Linked DNA regions of Mus musculus: region 2 is linked to region 1. The links are chromatin contacts, called in public HiChIP or PLAC-seq maps. All regions are on one chromosome and are shown on one strand. Each heading gives the region's core, a stretch centred on a gene start, on an enhancer-like site or on the middle of the called end of the contact. The rest is flanking DNA. Distances are from core to core; before and after follow the strand shown.

Region 1 (6,749 bases), core at 3,390-5,889:
GGCTGCCTCAATGCCCTTTTCCAAGGGCCCTGAGGAAAATGCACCAGGCAGGAGAGACAATAATGAGCAAGTGAATCGTGGGATGTATGCTCAGGGGACAGGCTCCAAGACAGCTGTGTGAGTACCAAAGACGTTTCTCAGGCAGGGCTGACCTCCCTCCCAAGGCTGCTGGGTAAATCCACAGCTGGCCACTCTCCATCTGTGCATCCCCCTCCCCCCTTCCAGCACACCTAGCTCACATAGTGCTTCAGAACACTATCCCAGCCCACTCCATCCATCTGCCTACAAGAGGTCCAGTTCAGGCATCGTCTTCTCAGCCAGAGAAGTATTCTGATATCCCAGACCCAGGTTTGAATCCCAGCTCTGGTGTGATGTTGCTGTTTACTTATGCAATGGAACTTTCTGCAATGATTAAGTGAGAAGAATCACCCAAGGTGAGCCTTGTAAATCAGACCATCTCTGATGGCAGTGCGGGAGGAAGGGGAAGTCTGGGGCAAGCCTGGGTGGGATGCCTCACTGGCCTGCCTGATAGCTGGGACCAGAACTCAAAGCCCGGCCTTGAATTCTGTCTGGTTCTCCTGCTCAGCAGCCAAGCGACCTGGGCAAGACACTTATTTCCCTCTGAATCTCTGATGCCTCGGCTGTGAAGTAGGATGAAATCTTGTTCCATGGCTGAGGTCTAGCCTCTGCTAAGGGCCCCACGGGGGGTGGGTGTCAGGATGCCCTGTCACTGTATGCCGTAGACAATCACTACTAGATGTATTCCCCGAAAGCCTTGCTCCCTCGCGGCCCCATGAGGGAGGCCAGGCAAAACTTGTGCTTCATCTTGGCATGGGGATGTCTGGCCTGGAAATGGGCTGGCAGGGCCTCTAGGTTTCCAGGCTGATCTTGTCCCCTACCTTCCGTTTTTAACATGAGATTCCCAGACCCTCCCAACTTGTGGAGCTGCACTGGGACTGACGTCTTCTGCAGACCCAAAAGGATGCAGCACTGAGCCGGAGAGTTTGAGTCTGGACAGAGAGGGAACACTGGAAGGGGCAGTAGTCACCCTCTATGGTGGCTGCCATTCTCCGCAGCATTGGCTCTGCGCCCCAATCCTCCATCCTTGAATTTCTGGCCTGTGCAGAGGCAGCTGCCGGGCTTGGGATTCAGGAAGCAAGGGCAGAAAAGGGGGCTCCCCAGTGGTCCCCAACTGGCCACCCTCAACAGAGGCTCCTCATTCCATTCCAGAACCCAGCCTTGTGTCTAGCTGCTTCTCTCTTTCAGGAAGCCAGTCCCATCCCTGCCTTTGCATGCTGGACCCTACTGTCTAGGTGAGCACACTGTCTCAGTGTTGCTGGAGGTCCCCACTTGGATGCATTTTAGAAAGTGGTTATGTTCCAGCCATGGTGTGATATATTCAGGAGGAATGTGGGAGCACCCTTGCCTCTCGTACATGGGGCTGGGTGGGCCTCCAAGTTAACTCTGCCTAGCCCACTCTGCCTAGCCCCTTCCTCTCTAGGACCTCAAGTTCTGCAGTCCTGGTCCTCAGCTTGCCTCCTTGGCCCAATACTCATGCCCTTTGCTGCCCTGCTGCGAAGCCTGCTTCAAGCTCGTGAGTCTGGAGTGCTCTTCCTACATTTGGGTCCTCAGCCCCCATGGCCAGGCCCTGTGCTGAGTACTCCCACAGCATTCTCGGCCACCATCCGTCCAGGTGACAACAGTGCCATCCGTCCGGGTGACAACAGTGCCAATCCCCTTTTATTGATGGGGAAAGCAAGACTCTGAGAGGCGAACTCTGAGAGGGAGAGTCCAAGTTCACTCCCTGAGCCCAGGGTGTAGAGACTCGAACCCAGTACTGCCTGACTCTTCTCCTCTCACCCCCACATTCTACTCTTCCCTTGCTGCTTCTGGTCCTCCTCCCCCATGCAGACTGACCGCCCCCTGGATTTCTGCAGCAGGCAGCACGAGGTGTCTGCAGCATTTCACCCCAGGTCACCGACTCCCTTGTCTAGTCTATGGGCTGCTTCACTGATCCCTTCCAGCCAACAGGGCCTGGGTCTTACCCAGACTGCCCGGGGACAGGAAGAGTAGTGTGTACTGGAGAAGTTAAGGAACCAAAAGTGGCATCTGTATGAAGGACAGCCGCTCTGCACCCAGCCCTGGCATTCAAGACCCACTGCAGGGAGCCCAGAACCTGGTTTTCAGCCAAGGAGGGGTCTGGAGAACTTACTGCCTTAATGTGTAGATGCCCATAGGCATCTGCTGGCTCTGTGCCCTCCACCTGCCAGTCACAGGGATGGCCCTGTCCTTCAGGTGCCCCCTGCACCAGGGCCCCTCCTCTAGTCCAAAGGGGACCAGAGAGAAGCAGGGAGTGTATTTGATGTGATGGTGACTAACAGCACTGGGCTTCTGCCAGCATGACCACGGGATGGCTCGGAGGGAGCGTGGGCCTCCTTGCCCTTGCATTGCCCACCCTGGCGCTTCTCACCCCTGCACGACTGTCTCTCTCAGCTTCTCGATAGCCTGACTGGGGATCCAGTGAGACCTGGAGTCATGGGGCCAGGTTATGTGGGGGGTGCTGGGAGCAGGGGAAAGGAGGCTGGATCTCTCTGGGGAGACATGCCGCCTCTGTCCCAAGAGTGGAGAGAAAGGGGTGGATGGACGCTTCTGCGTGGCTCAGAATTAAAGGCAGTAAAGGAAAGGGAAACTGGCCTGCGCCCTGCACCCCTCCCGGGCCCCATCTCTTCCCCTCAACCTGGAGGAGGCTCTGCTTTGGTCCAGACAGGACAGGACCTGGGGTTTCCGGGGTATAGACTAAGCACACATCCTTCCATCTGTGCCTCCACTGTTGGGGCTGAGAGCCCCTCTGCGACTTTTCCTGCTTCTGAGTTCATGGGGGGTGTGGGAAGTGGGTGTCTGGTGGACTGTGGTGCAGTGAGCATGGCAGTTGCACCCTTTCTCTCTCTCTCCACTGTCTACTCGCCCAAAATTTGCCCCAGACCAGGCCTGGGCTGAGGACAGACTTCCCGAATGGCTTCCCCTGGGCTCCCACTAGTATCCTTTCCTATGTTGGTCACTCCAACTCACTCCTATGAGCCCAAGTGGGACCCCAAAGCTGAGACCCCTTGACTACAGAGACCGGAGACAGGCCCATCATCTGGGTAATCTCAACCCCTCCCCCAGCAGCCGACAAACACCCTAAGGGACCAAGACTCCCATCAGCTCAGAGTCTCCGACTCCACTCCATATGGGGCCTCAAGAGGCCTGGGGGGAGGGGAATCTTGAGCACACCCCCGCCCCCAATCTCAGCAGAGAAAAAGCTAGGAAGGCCCCAGGGGTCTCACTGCGCCCCAGGACACTCAATCCAGGAACCCCAGCCTCGGCCTGCTGCTCTGATCTTCAATAGCCAACTGCCTGCGTGCGGTCCCTATTCCCGAAAGGCACGGGGACTAGGGTCGGGGGGAGGTTTAGGTTCCGGCCTCTGCCTTTCCTTCCAGGCTTTTGCTATCGCGACCGAGCCTCCCAATCCGGCCACTTGTTGTCGCCAACGCCTCCCAGCTGCCTCGGCAGCGCACGGGTGGGGGGTCCCTCGCAGGGCCGCAGAAGGGGATGGGGGTAGCCCTGCACCCAGCAAGAGCGGGGCAGTCGCCCTCTCTCCCCTTCTCCCACTGCCGGAGCAGATTGGATTCTCAACGCGACACGAGCGGAATGTCAATAGGAGCGCAGAGCCACGGGCGGGCGCCGCGGAAGGGATCAGGATGCGGACGCTCCGGTGGCGGGCGCGGGGGGCAACAGCTCGGACTCTCCACTTCAGCCCCCGCCGCCTTGCCGCACCGTCACCGCCGGCCACGCGGCCCAGTGACCCCGCTGCGGGGCCCCGCAAGTTTCCGCAGCGCTGGGGGCCACGCGGGCAGGGGCCGGGCTGCTCCTGCGCCGCGGCGACCCCCACCGCGGCGCCCGGGGCCACCCGGCCGTCCCGCCTCCCGCGTAGCCGCTCATCCGAGTCGCGCAGCAGGGTCCCGGGCTCCCCGGGCCAGCGCGGCACCAGGGCGCACAGGTAGGAGGGCTCGTGGCAGGGGTCCCGGCAGGGCACTCACCCTCTAGCTCGTCCTCAGGGATATCCACCGGGCGCTGCTCCGACAGCAGGTTGGGCACGGTGTAGATGCCCCGGTACATCAACGCCGCCGTCACCGGGTGGAACGGCATCTTGGAGGCTCCGCGCCCGCCCGCCCGCCGCAAACTTTGAGGCCGGGGCTCATGGGCCGCCGGCGGCCCCGGGGGCGGCTGGAGCGGGCGGTGCGCGCGGTGCGGCGCGCAGTGGCGGCGGCGAGGCAATGGGCACCCGTCCGGGACCTAGCGCCCCTGCGCCCCGGGCTGTCGGGCCATGCCGCCGGCTCCTTCGTTGGGATCCCGGCCGGGGGCTCGCAGGGATGGCGGGGGCGGCGCCGCTCCGGCCTCTTGGCTCGGACCGCTGCGCGCTGCGCTCCCTCCGCGCGCTCCGCGTTGCTCGCCGCCCGCTCGTCCGCTCGCTGGTGCGGCTGCCCGACCCGCCGCTCCGGCTCCCGCCGCTGCCGCCACCGCCGCCGCCGCCACCGCCGCCGCCGCCACCGCCGCCGCCGCCGCCGCCTGCACTCCTCACTCGCTCGCTCGCTTGCTCTGTGCGGCGCTCGCCGCGCTCCCGCCTCCCCCGCCCGCCCCTCCCGCCCCCGCCCCTTCCCGCTGCCGGCCCCTGAGCGGCCACCCCAAGCCCTCCCGGGCGCCTTCTCTGGTTCTCCCCGACTCTGCTTTTCCCCCAGTCTGCTTCGGATTGCTGTCTCCCGCACCCCACGTTAGCAGCCAGCAGGACCCGGGTGGTGTGGACCAGGGGTGGAGCCGTTCCTTGTACCCCCTATCCCACCTGCCTCCACTAACCCTCCCCCAGCGAGAGCGGAGAGCTGAGAACTAACGACTAGAGACCCAGAAAGGTGAGGTTGCTCCAGGCGCGAGGGTCCTCAGGACCAGTAATCCTCAAGTTGGTGCCAGGAGAGGCTCCAAGGTGGGGAAACTGAGGCTTAGAAAAGGACATTGGCCAAGGTCACCAGGCAGGGCCAGCAGGCAGAGGCCAAGCACAGATCTGCAGGAGACTCCGCTGGCCTGTGGCTGACACCAGCAGTTGACTTGATCCCACAAAGGGCTGTTGTCCTGGCTCCTTCCTGAGCCCTTGCCTCTCAGTTTGCAGAGCAGGAGCCAAGGTCTGTCTCATGTCCCCAGGGGCCATGAGGAGGAGGCAGACGACCCAGAGCCTGTTGGTCACATGGCTGCAGGTTAGACCTTCCTCCGGTCCTTAGCATGTGTTCTATGGGGGTGGGGGTAGGTGTCTGGAGGGGGGGGCAGCATGTGCATGCGTTTCTCTTCATCTTTCGTTCAGGACACTGTGAAGATACGTTTTCAAACCCACTTGCAGATGAGAGTGTTTGAACTGTGCACGGCCACCTACATGTGAGCTGTGAGCTGGCAGCGAAGGGCAGAAGCCCGGAAGCAGGTGTGGGCAGGTGCGAAGGCCCTTGGGCTGGGAGTGCTATGCGTATCCGAGCACAGATGTGTGTGTCTCCGTGTACAATTATGGGATCTGGTGAGCCCCTGGCCTGGGTGGGCCTCAGCTGGCCTCAGTCTCATTCCTGGAACCCTCATCTGAACTATCTCCCTGCCCCCTTGGGTCCAATCAGCCAAAGGCCCCAGCAGGAAAGCTGATTGCCACAGCCTGGCCATGCCCTTCCCTGGCTGATTACATTTTTCTGCTTGTTTCTGCTTTTGTCGCTGATTAATCATAGCCCTGTCTTGGCGCCGGGAGAGAGGGGCTCAGTGAGAGACAACACCCCCAGCCACCCTGGGCCAAGGCAGGCCTGAACCTTTAGGACTTGTCTAGGGCTCTGGGTTTCTCATAGGCATGTGAAACCTGTAGAGAAGCCAGACAAACCCTGGCTCCCATCTGAATGTCTGTTCCAGGCTTCTGGCCAGTTGCTATCTATTCAGACCTATAGTTGGAGTCGTAAGAGCCCCTGAGAAGCACCCATCCCCAAAGCTCTTCTTGCGCACTTGAGCATCCATCAGGTCAGCTGGGTGCTTATGCTCCTTTAAGATTTCTGATAGAACAGAGCTGTGACGCAGGAAGAACTAGCCGCCAACCCAGCGAGCCCTGGGCTCTTGCATCTACCACCTTGTTTCAATGGGACCTTAGCCATACCCCTTAACCTCTCAGGGCCTCTATGTTATTTCCTGGGCAGAGGTGAGGATGAAGCGACTTAACATGGAAGGTGCCTGATGATGCGCCCTGAATCTCTTGGGAGTTTCCCATTAGTATGGGAATTCTTCCATGGGAATAAGAACAGTCACTGGGGGGTGTTGTAGGGGTGATCTGCAAGCACCTTACTTGCTAAGCCTTTCCAGACAGTTTGCTATTGGGCTAAGGGAGAGAGCTGGAGTCTGCTATCAGACTGGCAGGAAACACTCTCTCTTGGAGCGTTCTTGGGAGGCTTCCCTGAAGCCTAGCTGCCCAGCCAGGGAAATCTCAAAAGAAGGGGCAAAAAGAAATCAAGAACTAATCAAGTGGGAATCCTTCACAGACCAGGCCCTGGGAGTCTGCTGAAGGTACAGGTGTCCCTGGATTCAGGGGCTGCCCCCACCCCGGACATTAACCTTGGTCCGAATCCAAAGGGTCAAGGTGTCCAGTCATGTGACCAGGGTACTCCCCAGGGCAGGTAGCCTCCAGATCAAAGTGGCAGATAACG
Region 2 (6,721 bases), core at 415-2,914, 56 kb after region 1:
AGCTGGTTTTTGGACTGCTGAGATAGCTTAGTGGATCAACATGCTTATACCCGATAACTTGACCTCAGTCTGACCCCAGGACCCACTTGGTAGAAGAGAATTCTAGCATGTTGTCCTCTGCCCACCACCACAAACATAGATAAACAAATAAATACAACAAAATATACAAATATATATTTTTTTCCTCCTCTAAGTAAAATAAATTTGTAAGAAATTCTGTTTTGGTTTTCAGAGAGGTTTTTCTGTGTTAGTCCTGGCTCTCCTGGAACTCACTCTATAGACCAGGCTGACTTCAAACTCACTTTTCAACTCACAGAGATCTGCCTGCCTCTGCCTCCTGAGTGCTCAGATTAAAAGTGTGTGTTACCACTGCCTAGCCCAAGAAATCCATTTTCTAAGGATTGCAAATGCTTTTTTCTTTTAAACAATTAATGTTGGTGGTGGGCAAGAGACAAAACCACAGAAATGCATTAGTCTAACCTCAAAGAAACAGATGTCAAACACAAACTAATAAAACTTTTAATTATTTAATACTTACTAATTTGTGTGTGTTGTGTGAATGCATGCTTATGCCACAGCACACATGTGAAGATCATAGGACCATGTGCCGTACAGTAAGAACAAGAGTTCTCTCCTTTCACCGTGTGAATTCCATGACCTGAACTCAGCATGTCAGGCCTGGCAGCAATTGCCTATCTACTACTCCATCTCACTGGCCCTCATGACACACGAGAAACAACCTTCTGCATTCTTTTTTATTCTTATTTTTTTAAAGATTTGTTCTTATTTTGATGGTTTTTAGTTACGTATTTCTGTGTCTGTGCACATAAGTGCAAGTGCCCTCAGAATCCACAGGCCTCAGATCCCCTGGAGCTGGAATGTCAGGCAATTGTGAGCCTCCCAAACCACGAGCTGGGACTTGAACTCAGGTCCTGCTACAAGTAAAATATCTTTTAGGCCCTTGCTTATTGTGGTAGTACATTTCAGTGTGCCCTGGTTTTTTTGTTTGTTTGTTTGTTTTTTGTTTTGTTTTTAAAGTTTTTTTTAAGATGTTTATTTATTGTTATACATAAGTACACTGTAGCTGTCTTCAGACACCAGAAGAGGGCGTCAGATCTCATTACCGGTGGTTGTGAGCCACCATGTGGTTCCTGAACTCAGGACCTTTGGAAGAGCAGTCAGTGTTCTTAGCTACTGAGCCATCTCACCAGCCTTTTGGGTTTTTTTTGAGACAGGGTTTCTCTGTGTAGCCCTGGCTGTCCTGGAACTCACTCTGTAGACCAGGCTGGCCTTGAACTCAGAAATCTGCCTGCCTCTGCCTCCCAAGTGCTGGGATTAAAGGCGTGCACCACCACACCCGGCTTATGCCCTGATTTTTAATGCAAAAAAAAAAAAAAAAAAAAAAAATCCACAAAAACCTGCATTTAGGAAACAAATTAAGTAGAAAGCTATCCTAGAATACTGAAATCATGCTTAATTCAATTTACTCAACGTTAACATAAAGGCTGTCTGTAGGACCCCAAAAGGGGGAAGCAAAGAGTTTGTGGGATAGTCCAGGGGATGGCTGCAGCTGACCTTCAATGGCTACTCCTCTGTAGCCAAGCTTCCTGGCACCCGCCACCCAGCAGTGAGGAAAAGCCCGGTACTTGGCATGTGCTCCTCTGGAGGAAGCCATGAATACCGCAGCCAGCAGCCAAATCCCCCAACGAGCGAGAAACACGCTCTAGGGCCAGACCTGAACAGAACACAAATGCCTTTCTCTGCAGAGGCATGGTTCCCGGAGGCCTGCAGACCATTAATGGTCTGAATAGAAAACTAATTAGCCTCACAGTGAGAACAAGAGTTCCACCCAAACAAATTAGGAATCTCTAAGAGCAGTGGGCCCCGGGGAAAGACATTATTTCCAGGTGCTCCTTGGATTTCCCAAGAGGCCGGAATAATCAAACATTACATGGCCAGCATTCCAACAGGTCTCTGCTAAGAAGAGAACCGGGCCTGAGTCCCTCAGGGTACCAATGACACTTAATTTGATCTATTTCTGATCTAATTCGAAGCCCCAAATGAAACCAGGCTCTCGACCTTGTCTTCCCGTTTCTTCTTTACTACTGAACCATAAAGACTCTAAGCACCCTGGGATGAGGAAGTGACCCATCTGCCTGTGTGGCCTCGACTCAGTCTTTCTGAGAGCCAGGGAACTGGGGAAGGAGTCAACGCACCCGGATTGTAAAGTAGTTCACACCATACATCTCCAGGTCCTGAGCTATCTTCAAATACTCCATTTCAGCTTCATCCCTGTGAGGAGAATAGAAGACACCATTATTAGGGCTAAGTGACAAGGATGAAGGACAGACTCTTGCCAAGTCAAATATTCTGAGCATGCCTCTGGTGAGATAGAAGGGACCTGCAGAAGATGAGACAGACCAGACACAGCAACACTTTTCTCAACCCAGAGATTCCCATCCCCGTGAAAATAAGAAAACAGATTCATTACACTGACTCTTGGCTTCAATTTCACACTCTGGCCTTGGTAAATAGTGACATCTGTCTCAAGTGATTTAAAAAAAAGAACGTGGGGGCTGGGAGTGTAGCTCAGCAGCAAAGCACTCACTCCGCATGCGCAAAGCTCTAGGTTCCATCCCCGGCATTGGCAGAAAGAAAAAACAAAGCCACAGTGCATTCATTCTTTCCGACCTCAAATGCACGAAGTCACTGCCTGTCTCTGTGTACTTCCTTAACCTAGAGCTTCAGTAATGAAGGGGCCTCTCTAGAAGCTGACAACACCCACTTTCCTGGTTTTATCTCTTGGGTTACTGCTGAAGATTAAGGCAAGAACTATCTGAGCCATAAAACCCAGGCCAGTAGGTGAATGCTTCTGTGTTGTAAGTCGAGCTTAAAGCAAGCTCTGGATGCAGCAGTGACTTGCAGAAAACTCCCTGAGAGGTAAAAGTACTGAAGTATTTAACTCAAGCTTCCCTGTGACCTTGTTCTTGTCCTCTCTCTCATCTCGAAACACTCTCGAATGGATTTAAAAATTCACCCTGAGAGAATGCCAAGTGTTGGCAGGCAGGCGGAAGAACCAGAAATCACATACACTGCTGATGCAAAGTGATTCAATTACTTTGGGAAACTATTCAACATTACCTATAACAGCAAAAACCAAGAAACAACCCAACAACCTAGGAGTCTTTCAACAGTAGAAGGGATAAATAATCTGTTATAGTAATATACTGGAATTCTGCACAGTCATGAAAATGAGGGAAAATATCACTACACGCCATGCACTCAAATCTCACAAGATGATCTTGAGGAAAAGGTGGCACTAAAAATAGAAATTGGTTTTATTTATCTAAAGTTTAAAAATGGTTGATGGTGGCTTATGGGTGCAGCTCAGTGGCAGAATAGTTACTTGCCTAGCATGTGAGAGACCTTGTATTTCATCCTCAGTGCTACAAAATAGTAATATAACAATGGACAGTAAGGGAGGGCAAAACTAATCGATGTGAGCACTAATTAGAAATTGGGGGAACTGGGCTGGGCACGGTTACACAAGCTTTTAATGCCAGCACTGAGCAGAGGCAGGTAGATTTCCGTGGGTGAGGGCCAGCCTGGAGAACACATAGTCAGCTCTAGATAATGACTCAAAAAGAAAAAGAAAGAAATTGGTGAAATAGGTATCTCTGAGTCATCGTCTAGTTCTTACTTACCATTTTGTGGTAAATAATCAAGTAGTATACTCAAAATCTGTCTATTTGGTGGGTATAAACAAAAAATAAAGATACAGGAGCTAGAGAGATGGCTCAGTGTTAAGAGCACTGACTGCTCTTCATGAGGGCCTAGTAATTCCTAGCACCCACCAGAGTCCCACAACCATTCAGTTCCAGTGCCCTCTTCCGGCCTCCTCAGTCACCTTGCATGCACATGGTACACAGACATACATGTAGGAAAAATAGCCATATACACAAAATAAATCTGAAGAAAAAAATATAGCAGGAAGCTGATTTGAAGGACTGGGGTAGGGCGCCTAACACAGAGATGATCAATAGCTGAAACTACCAAGGGAATACTTAAAACAAACTATACATTTTAGTGTTTTATTTTATTTGAGACAGGGTTTCTCTGTGTAGCCCTGGCTGTCCTGGAATTCGTTCTATAGACCAGGTTGGCCTCAACTCACAGAGAACACCTACCTCTGCCTCCTGAGTGCTGGGATAAAAAGTTTGTGCCACTACCACCCAGATTGTGTTTTAATTTTAATTTAGTAAAATTGCAGATTGACTAAAAACATAGGGCAATAGGAACATTCTAATACTGCTGATGGACATGTGCCAAAAGGTAAAAAATTTTCCTTAGTGTCACCTACCAAAACACAACTCACCCTCTGGACTTGTGTACCAAGATGAGACTGTGCACTGCAGAGCTTTCTGTAAAGGGGAAAGCATGCAGGGATTCTAAGTGCCATCAACACATGCCTGAATGCAAAAACAAAGGGCTCCAGACAGTGTTCAGCTAAACTGCCACCGAGCGCACCGGGTTTGTACACCCTAGGTTTCAACCCAGGGTCTCACGCATGCTAGGCAAGCTCTCTACCACTGAGCCACACATCCAGACTGTCACATGCCCACACTACAATAAGGATGTACATAAAACTGAAGAGCAACATTATTCCAGCTCTGGCTTGTTTTATATACTTCAGGACTGTATTGTGTCCAGTGAGCACACCCTAGTTTTACAGTTCTTTAAGGGTAGGGGAGGAGGCATGAAGGACTATAAACCAAGGATGAAGCAGCCTCACCTGGCTCTGCCCCGGTGCTCCGCATACCAAGCCGTAATTCTCTCCTCCCACATTTCCGGAGTCATCTGATAGAGATTTATCACCTACCAAAAGACAGCAAAAGAAAAGCCCACATGCAAAGCAAGTCTGGGTATTGTTTGCCATTTTTATTATTATGGCTCATTTTTACAAAACAACAGAGCTATTTTTAAAAAGCTGCATGCAGGGAGAGGCACACATAGAGGTGGGTGTGTAAACAAGCACTGTTCCACTAGAGCAGCAACCGGAGAGCTGCAGGATGCCTCTAGCCTAAGTACACTCCTGGGCTAGGAGTGGCCCTTTTGGCTGCTGGGGCTGTTCATCTCAGGGACCACCCTGACAGTAGAGCAATGCTTACTCACTGGCCGTCACTGCACAGAAGTCATCAAAGGACAAGGAAGGCAGGGTTGGGGGAAAGCCTTTATTATCCAGGGACAGATGATAAGTGGGGCTGTAAGATAGGAGGCAGCCAAAGGCTGCTCTGTGTCTAACGAATACAACCAACAAGATGGAGGATTAAAAGGCCCTTCCCAACCTCATCTTCTCTACCCCAAACAGCTCGGTTTTGCACAATGAACACACAATCTCATGGCTCCCTTAGATCAATGCCACTCAACCATCTTCTGAAATTGCGGCACCACAAAACCATCTATAGGCCACATCCGACTGTCATTTCAACATTAATTCCACAAACTCTTGCTGTTTTGTTGTTTCGAGACCAAACCCCACTCTTTAGCCCAGCCTGGCCTTAACCTCGTGATCCTCTTGCCTCTGCCTCTCGAATACTGGGAGTTGAGATGTGTGCACTATGTGCAGCACTAAGTCCAGTACTCAGGAGACTGAGGTAGGAGGATAGTGAGTTCACAGGCAGCTCAGACTACAGAGCAAGAGCCCATCAAAGAACAACAGGGGCTAGAGAGAAAGCTCAGTAGGTAAAAGCACTTGCTTTGTAAACTTGGGGGCTTCAGCCTGACCCCAGTACTGACAGACATGAAGAAGCTATTGGCTCTTCATTGATAGCTCTTAGGGGAGAAAAAAATCATACTTTTTCGAGTAGAATGACTACTGGGTGTATTAACTACACCACAGGCAGCAAAACTCAGGAGTAGCTAGACCAAAAAAAAAAAAAGGAATCTATTACATTTGTTGTTATTATTTAAGAGAAAGAAAGAACATGAAGCTAGATAGGTAAGGAGATAGGGGAGGACCTGGGAGAAGTTGGAGGAGGAGAAAGATTATGATCAAAGAAGCTGAGTAGTGGCCGGGTATGGTGGCGCACGCCTCTAATCCCAGCACTTGGGAGGCAGAGGCAGGTGGTTTTCTGAGTTCGAGGCCAGCCTGGTCTACAGAGTGAGTTCCAGGACAGCCAGGGCTACACAGAGAAACCCTGTCTCAAAAAACCAAAATTAAATAAATATATTATATTAATTATATATACAGGTAGATTACATATAATATGACTATATAATAATATTCTCAAAGAATAAATAAAAATATTAAAACAAAAAACCCAGCTCAGGCATGCCTATATACATGTCTGTAACCACACCACTTGGCATAGAGACAGGCAGATCTTGCAAGGTCATTAGCTGGCTACCTAGCCTAAATGAGAGCTTCCAGTCAAGAGACCCTGTCTTAAGACAGTAAGGAAAGAACAATAGAGGTACAGAGGAACCCAGCTTTTGTTCTGTTTGTGTAAAAGCGTACACACACCTGTACACTCACAGGAATACAGCACACACACACACACACACGAGACACACACACACACAGAGAGAGAGAGAGAGAGAGAGAGAGAGAGAGAGAGAGAGAGAGAGAGAGAGAGAGAGATATGCTTAGCTAAGATTCCATACTCTTTTCTCAAGATTGTGAACTGTTCCTGCAAGTGTGCCTGCTGAGTACTCCCTGCAC

Evidence for each region. HiChIP or PLAC-seq counts read pairs in DNA pulled down with a chosen protein or histone mark.
Region 2: a contact with region 1 is called in an H3K27ac HiChIP or PLAC-seq map of embryonic stem cells, with 9 read pairs. The contact joins the enhancer-like site here to the promoter of Cabp7 in region 1. A contact is called at or near these places in 12 of 39 promoter capture datasets (3T3-L1-derived adipocytes, the HPC-7 cell line, HPC-7-derived erythroid cells and 7 more), 2 of 15 datasets of contacts at CTCF or cohesin (large pre-B cells and pro-B cells), 11 of 484 Hi-C or Micro-C datasets (bone marrow-derived macrophages, embryonic stem cells, forebrain and 4 more), 9 of 115 datasets of contacts at active chromatin or transcription factors (differentiating embryonic stem cells, embryonic stem cells, forebrain and 2 more) and 4 of 9 other capture datasets (adipose tissue, embryonic stem cells, liver and 1 more).

The regions. Positions count from the first base shown.
Region 1 is chr11:4,742,540-4,749,288 of GRCm38.p6, forward strand. It overlaps Cabp7 (calcium binding protein 7), which reads right to left and starts at 4,640. Exons shown (of 5, transcript NM_138948.4): 1 at 4,080-4,640. The coding sequence starts at 4,188. Gm35102 (a long non-coding RNA gene) reads left to right here and starts at 3,287. Exons shown (of 4, transcript XR_003949631.1): 1 at 3,287-4,039; 2 at 4,779-4,946; 3 at 5,233-5,285; 4 at 5,390-6,749.
Region 2 is chr11:4,801,462-4,808,182 of GRCm38.p6, forward strand. Nf2 (neurofibromin 2) reads right to left here. Exons shown (of 17, transcript NM_001252250.1): 6 at 4,793-4,875; 7 at 2,217-2,292. Among named protein-coding and RNA genes, the nearest start is that of Nf2, 45 kb to the right of the region's middle. Within about 2 kb of position 1,665, at least 95 of the 459 cell types and tissues checked have an H3K27ac peak or open chromatin away from gene starts, as enhancers often do. A contact at or near this core is called in adipose tissue, bone marrow-derived macrophages, embryonic stem cells and 4 more, where this site is marked.